Regions from separate parts of the Sus scrofa genome. Here region 1 is linked to region 2. Evidence: chromatin contacts called from public targeted proximity ligation data. All regions are on one chromosome and are shown on one strand. The core of a region is the stretch at or near the end of the contact, and the rest is flanking DNA. Distances in the headings are between cores, read along the strand shown. Region 1 has its middle 18 kb from the start of ATG101. Region 2 has its middle 22 kb from the start of GRASP.

What was found.
Region 1: a targeted proximity ligation map of skeletal muscle shows a contact between it and region 2. A contact is called at or near these places in 30 of 47 Hi-C or Micro-C datasets (adipose tissue, alveolar macrophages, blood and 15 more) and 2 of 2 datasets of targeted methods (alveolar macrophages and skeletal muscle).

The regions. Positions count from the first base shown.
Region 1 is chr5:17,434,011-17,437,419 of Sscrofa11.1, forward strand. No RefSeq gene overlaps it. Among named protein-coding and RNA genes, the nearest start is that of ATG101, 18 kb to the left of the region's middle.
Region 2 is chr5:17,377,719-17,380,957 of Sscrofa11.1, forward strand. No RefSeq gene overlaps it. Among named protein-coding and RNA genes, the nearest start is that of GRASP, 22 kb to the left of the region's middle.

The DNA of each region.
Region 1 (3,409 bases), core at 186-2,685, 56 kb after region 2:
TCGAAACTGGGGGTGGCAAGGAGTTTCTGTGCTCCCCACCCTCAGGTTTTGGTGTGCTGGGATGGGGCCTGCAGGCTGAGATGTGGAGGGAGGGGGTGCAGGAGGCTTCTTGCTACATAAGGCAACCCCGGGCCTTTAACCCACTGAGGGAGGCTAGAAATCGAACCTGCATCCTCATGGATACTAGTCAGATTCATTTCCACTGAGGCACGACAGGAAGTCCAGGGTGGGCTTTTTTTTTCTACAGTTTACTCCTTTGTAAGTGTGAATGCTCAACACACACACACACACACACACACACACACACACACACACACACACCCCTCATCTTCCTTGGAAGCTTCGCTTTCAAGCTGCAGCCTCTTCTGCGAGGCCTGCCTCCTGCCGGCAGGGCTGAGGCTTCAGCCGAGTTGCCCACACCCACGGCTGCTCGGCTGCTCGGTTAACCTCGACACAGCGCCCAACTGCTCCTCTCCCGAAGCCCCTCCTTCAGAGGCTTCAGGGTCACACCTTCGGTTCTTCCGCCCTGCGCTTTCCAGCATTTGCACTGGTCTCTACTTCCTCCCCATCCGTCGGCGCCTCCCCGCCCCCACTTCCTTCTCCAGGTCAGACTCCGCAGCCGGTGACCCCAGTCCCTCTCGCCCCTTGCCTGACCTCAGTCCTCCAGGGGAGCCCTCCTGGTAGAACCTCGGCCCTGGATGGCTGCTGGGTGCCCCCAAAGAACATCGCGCCCCGGGCGGACGGATGGCCCCAAGAATGGTCACCAGACCCCACAGGACCCTCTCTGCTTTGGGCAGCTCTCTCCCGCCCATTTGCCGAATTCCTGCAAACCACGCCCACTCTCACCTCTGCCCCGCCCCCACTCTCACCTCTGCCCCGCCCCTAGCCCCTCCCTCCCTCTGCTCAGATGCCTTATCTCCTACTTCTCACCGAAAGGGGGCGTCCTGGGGCAAGAATCCCTCCGCTCTGTCTCCAGACCTCTGGAGGCAGGGGCTTTCCACGGGTCCCTGAGAAAGGACCCCCTCTGATTCCTCTGCGCCCCACCCCCTTCACTTTAGTTTCCTTAATGCTCCTTTAACCACTCCTTCTCTGCTGGCTCCAACTTCACACGCTCGGGTTTCTTCCACCTTAAAATAGCCGTCCTCTGCACCCAAGGCTCCTCCAGTTACTAATCCGTGTCTTGTCTCGTCTTTGCAGCCAAACTTCTCCAAAGTTATCCACGCGTGCTTGTCCCGCGTCCTCACCCCTCCATCCTCTCCAGTGTGGCTTCTGTCTACTCTGGCGGCACTGGCGAGTCAGGATCCACCCGGAGTGGATTCTTGAACCTGCTTTTACAGTTCTTCTCTCAGCGGCTACTGGCCGCTCATGCCTCTGCCGACCTCTCCCTCCTCTTCACAGCTGTCCCCATGGTGGCTTCCGTGACAGGTGCAGAAGAAGCTCAGTGAGGTGGAGAGGCGAGGCTGAGAACTGGGCTCCAGCATGATACTGAGTCCGCCCTCTCTGGGTCCCTAACCCTCTCCCTCCTAGTGAAGAGGGGCAAGGATTACACCCACCTAGGGAAACTGAGATGATTGATGTAGACTTTGTCGGGGCACGGGGGGGGGGGGGTGCTGTCCCCCCACCCGGAGCCAGCGTGGGTTGAATCCAGGCTCCCCAGCTCCCAGCTGTGTGGGGTGGGGGTGTCTTGCTTTGCCTCCTCCCTGTCTCCCCTCTCCCTGAGGGTCCTGTACTAGCACCTCCTGTAAACTTGCCCAAAGCTTGCATGCCCAGGGCCTCAGGATGGTCTGAAGACTTTCTCTTACCCTGCATTTTTTTTTTTTTTTTTGCCTATTTAGGGCCACCCTCGTGGCATATGGGAATTCCCAGAAAAGGTGTCGAATTGGAGCTGTAGCTGTCAGCCTACACCACAGCCACAGCCATGTGGGACCCAAACCACCTCTGTGACCTACATCATAGCTCACAGCAACGCCGGATCCTTAACCTACCAAGCAAGGCCAGGGATCGAACCTGCGTCCTCATGGACGCTATTTGGGTTCATTACCACTGAGCCATGAGAGGAACTCCTTACCCTGCCTTCTTGCCCTGGGTGTTCTCTGCCTCTCCTGGAGCTTAAATCGCCGTCTCCATGCCATGGCTCTGAAAGCTGCAGCCCTAGCCTAGCCTGGCTTCCAAACAACGTCATCTTAATGCATTGGTCCGTCTGGCAATGACTGACTCAGCAGTCGCTGGAAAGTACCTCGTATATGAGACCAAGACACCCCTGCCACGGAGCCTACCTTCTGGTGGGAGGGGGCCTCTGATGGACGAGTGAACAAATAGGTTGCAGGCAGTAACACAACAGGGCAGCAGGGTGGGGGTGGTCAGGGAAAGCTTCTCCGAGGAGGCGGCATCTGGGTGGAGACCTGGCCAGGAGGCGGACCCAGCCCGGCCAAGGGCTGGGGCACAGTGTTCCTGCCGGAGGGACAATGGGTCAAAAGGTCCCGCTGTGGGAATGAGATTGGAGCGTCTAAGGGACCAAAAGGAGGCTGGTGCGGCAGGAGCTTAATGAGCGACAGGGAGAGCGACGAGACAGGAGAAAGCACAGCATCCTCACTCCTGGCCTGTCTGCTCCCAGGGCCTGGTACCACCTCCTCCCAAGCCGTTGTCCTCCAGGCACCCCTTCCTTCCCCTGCGCGGCCCCTGCACAGCCCGTCCATCGCCACACATGGCGCATTCTATCTCTGAGAAAGCTTCACTCCATCTCCACCCCTTGCTTCGGCTCTCACCCAGCCCCCACGTCCATCCGTGCTCCTCGGCCCACCCACTCTCCATGGGCGCCGGAGTGGTCTTTTATTTTTATTTTATTTTATTTTGGCTTTTTAGGGCCACCCCTGCAGCATATGGAAGTACCCAGGCTAGAGATCGAATTGGAGCTGTCGCTGCCACCACAGTCACAGCAACGCAAGGATCTGAGCCGCACCTGTGACCTACACCACAGCTCATGGCAAAGCTGGATCCTTAACCCACTGAGTGAGGCCAGGGATCGAACCTGAGTCCTCCTGGATACTAGCATACTAGTCAGATTCCTTTCCGCTGAGCCATGATGGGAACTCCTTGACATCTTTTTTCTTTCTTTTTTTTTTTCCTTTCTTTTTAGGGCTGAATCTGCGGCATATGGTAGTTCCCAGGCTAGGGGTTGAATCTGAGCGGCAGATTCTGGCCTACACCACAGCCAGAGCAATGCTAGATCCGAGCTTCTTCTGAGACCTATGGCACAGCTCCAGGCAACACGGGATCATTAACCTACTGAGCGTGGCCAGGGAATCAAACCTGCATCCTCTTGGATACTGGTCAGGTACTTAACCTGCTGAGCCACAATAGGAACTCCACCTGCTCGACCTCTTCACAGTCTCTTAACCTGAACTGACTG
Region 2 (3,239 bases), core at 628-3,127:
CTGCCCAGGCCTCTGCTACCCTCCTGTGTGCCTGTGGGTCCTGATGTCTGAGCCCATGGCAGAGGCAGAGGAGAGACAGGCCCAAAGTTCGCCAGAAAGCAAAGGGACTCCCACCCCACTGCCTGGTTGATCCATAGAGTGAAGGGCTAGGCTGGCCTCCCTGGTTCTCCTGCCTGCCTCTTTGTCTCTCCAGGCCCTCCCCTGAGGGTTGTCACTGGTAACCAGAGCTGGATCGTCTGGTAAGAGCCGAGGAGCAGCGTCGCTTGGCAACCTGGAGAGCACACAAGATCCAGCTAATCTGGGCTGCTCTGGCAGGCCAGTCCCCTCGCAGCCTCCAGGGCACCTGCCTGCAGGTTAGCAGCAGACCCCCAGAGAAGGGTGCTTAAAAACGTCTACCTGGAGTTCTGGTTGTGGCTCAGCAGGTTATGAACCTGACTAGTGTCCATGAGGACACAGGTTTGATCCCTGCCCTTGACCAGTAGGTTAAGGATCTGGCATTGCCATGAGCTGTGGTGTAGGCTGCAGACTCAGCTAGGATCCCGAATTGCTGTGGCTGTGGCCTAGGCTGGCAGCTGTAGCTCTGATTTGACCCCTAGCCTGGGAACTGCCATATGCGGCAGGAGTGGTCCTTAAAAAAGCCAAAAAAAAAAAAAAAAGTCTATTTCCACTTCAGCAAACCCCAAGTTCTAGGCAAGTTCAAGGAGACCCTAAGGACTGGGCAGGGAGGACCCTTTTTCTCCCCACCCTCCTTCCCCTCCCTCCCTCCCTGTCCCTTTCCTCATTCTTGAGCCCTTTCTTCCTTCACAAAACAGTGAAAAATCTGCAGACCTCTGGGGAGCGGGGTCCTAGCTCTGTTGCAAGCTGTGAAATTTGGGGTAAATCCCTTCACCTCTCTGAACTTCAGACTCTAATCCAGGAGGCAGTCACTAGCAGTTCAGTGCCTAGACTTGAGGCCACACCAGCCTGGATACAAATCGTTGCTCTGCTATTTCTCAGCCATGTGGCATCAGGCATGTTATTTAGCTTCTTGGAGCCCCGGTTCCCCAAATACTAAAGAGAACCCACCTGAGGGCTGTTGAAAGAAGGAAGAAGAGACAAAGCAAGGAAAGTGCTTTGCTCAGTGTCTGGCACATGCCCTCTGCGATGCTCTTTCTCACCTCTGGCCTTTCCCACATACCGTTTCCTCCCCCTGGAACACTCCCCACCATGCTCCACCTCAAAAATATTCCTCACTAGAAAACTTACTTCCTGGGGAAGGAGAAAAAGTATTTCCCTTATCCACCACCATCCCTCCTAAATTACAGTTCCTCATTAAATAACTCGTAGGCATACTGCAGTTCATTTTCTCTTATTTGCAAGGTGGCTGAACAGCAGTTTCCACAACTGGGCTTGTAAGCCACGGCGTGGGGACAGGGGCTATGTCTGTTTTGTTCTTTGCTGTGTCCCCAGAGAGAGGGTAGACCCAGATGGTCTCCAAAGCACGGTCCAGCTTTCTGTAACTCTATGTTTCTTCTTTCTTCCTCCTCTTCGTCTCCAAGTTGACCTAAATAATTTTTGCATCATTTCTTAGGTTCACTGAATCTCCAAGAAGCAGGGTCTAACAGGAAAGATAGCTCAAGAATTCTTAATTACACTCTATTCTTCAGAGAAGTGGCTGAACCAGATTTGGGATGGAAAATCCCAAACCAGCTTCTCTACGGATTTCGCGGCCCCCTTCCTTCCTCAGCCTGGGACCCTCATTCTGGCAGAGAAGTCTGTTTGCAGTACCAAATCCAAAGGAAGAGAACGCCCTCTGGCTTATTTGCATACTCTCGTGCTATTGGTTGGAAGGGAGGCACGGTAGCCAATGGTTTGCAGCGGTGTTTACCCAGTCGCGGCTCCTGGCCGTCCTGTGATGTAATGGAATCCTGGCTGGGCCGCGCGCGACTCACTCCCGTCCGCCTCGTGACGTAGCGGCTTCCCCGGGCCCCACCCGGCGCAGCCGGGTCGGGCCCAGGGCAGCTCGGCCGCCCCCGGGAACGCAGCGTGGGGCACTGCCGAGGCCACACCGCTGCAGCGGGGTCCTGTTCCATCCGGCCTAGCATTCCGGTCCGGGCCCCTCAGGGAGGGCCCGCTGGGCCAGATCTGATCTCTGGCGACGTGGAGAGAATCTGGAAGCAGACAGCAGAGGATTACCAAACTCGATTCCTCTGGGAGTGGATTACTGTCCTCTCACATCGTAAATCACGCTGTTCTCTAACGTTTTGCATTTGTTTACAACGAGCCTGTTTGATTTTGTAATTTAAAAAATAAGTTACAGAGGATTCCTGTTTGTTTTTTAATAAAGAGCCTGGCTTAGATTTAGGGGAAATCTTGGTATTAATGCCAGCTCTGTCACTTCCAACCTGGTGACTTTGGCCACTTTTTGGTGCTGGCCCTGCCGGCCTTCCATGGCAACTAGGGAAGAAAAATGTGGAGGCACTTTGAAAAGCACCCAGCAGGGCCCCTCCCATCCTTATGTAATTTAGGTCATGTATTCCCATCGGAGAGGTGTCCATGGAAGGGCATGATCCCTGCCTGGGACAGCCCCAGGAAGGCCCTGTTTTGTGCCCCCATTTTTTTTTTTTTTTTTTTGCCTTTTAATTGCTCCTAAACCTGGGGGTGGTGGGGGGACCCCAGCCAGCTATTTCTCAGGATGAGGAAGGGAACCACAAAGGGAATCCCCTCCATAGCCCCTCTTCTCATTGAGGGCTGAGACCTAAACTGGGGAGCCCCTTCAGGGCCCACATGGGCTGGGGAACCCCCATGCCTCAGGGTGGTGGTGGTGAGAGGGCCTGACTGGGTGGAGTTGGATCATGGGTTTCTACTACTTTGAGATGGAAGGTCATGTGGGGAAGAGCTCTGAGGATCTGGCTGAATGTCCTTGTGCTAAGACTTTCCACCCCAGGATCCCAATTCTGCGCCCACCTCATTACCTGTGAACCCCCCCCCCTCTTTTTTTGGCCTCCCCTTGGCGTATGGAGTTCCCAGGGCAGGGATCAGATCAGAACCAAGCCACAATTGCAAACTGCACCACAACTGCACCAACACCGGACCCTTAATCCACTGTGCTGGGACCTGGGGCCAAACCTGTGTCCCAGGGCTCCAAAGACACCGCAGATTCTGGTGTGCCACAGCGGGAACTCCACACCTGTGAGCTTTGAGGCTTCTCCGTGGGATGCACTCCCTTCTCTCCTCCTTGCTGGGTCCTGTCTCTCCCT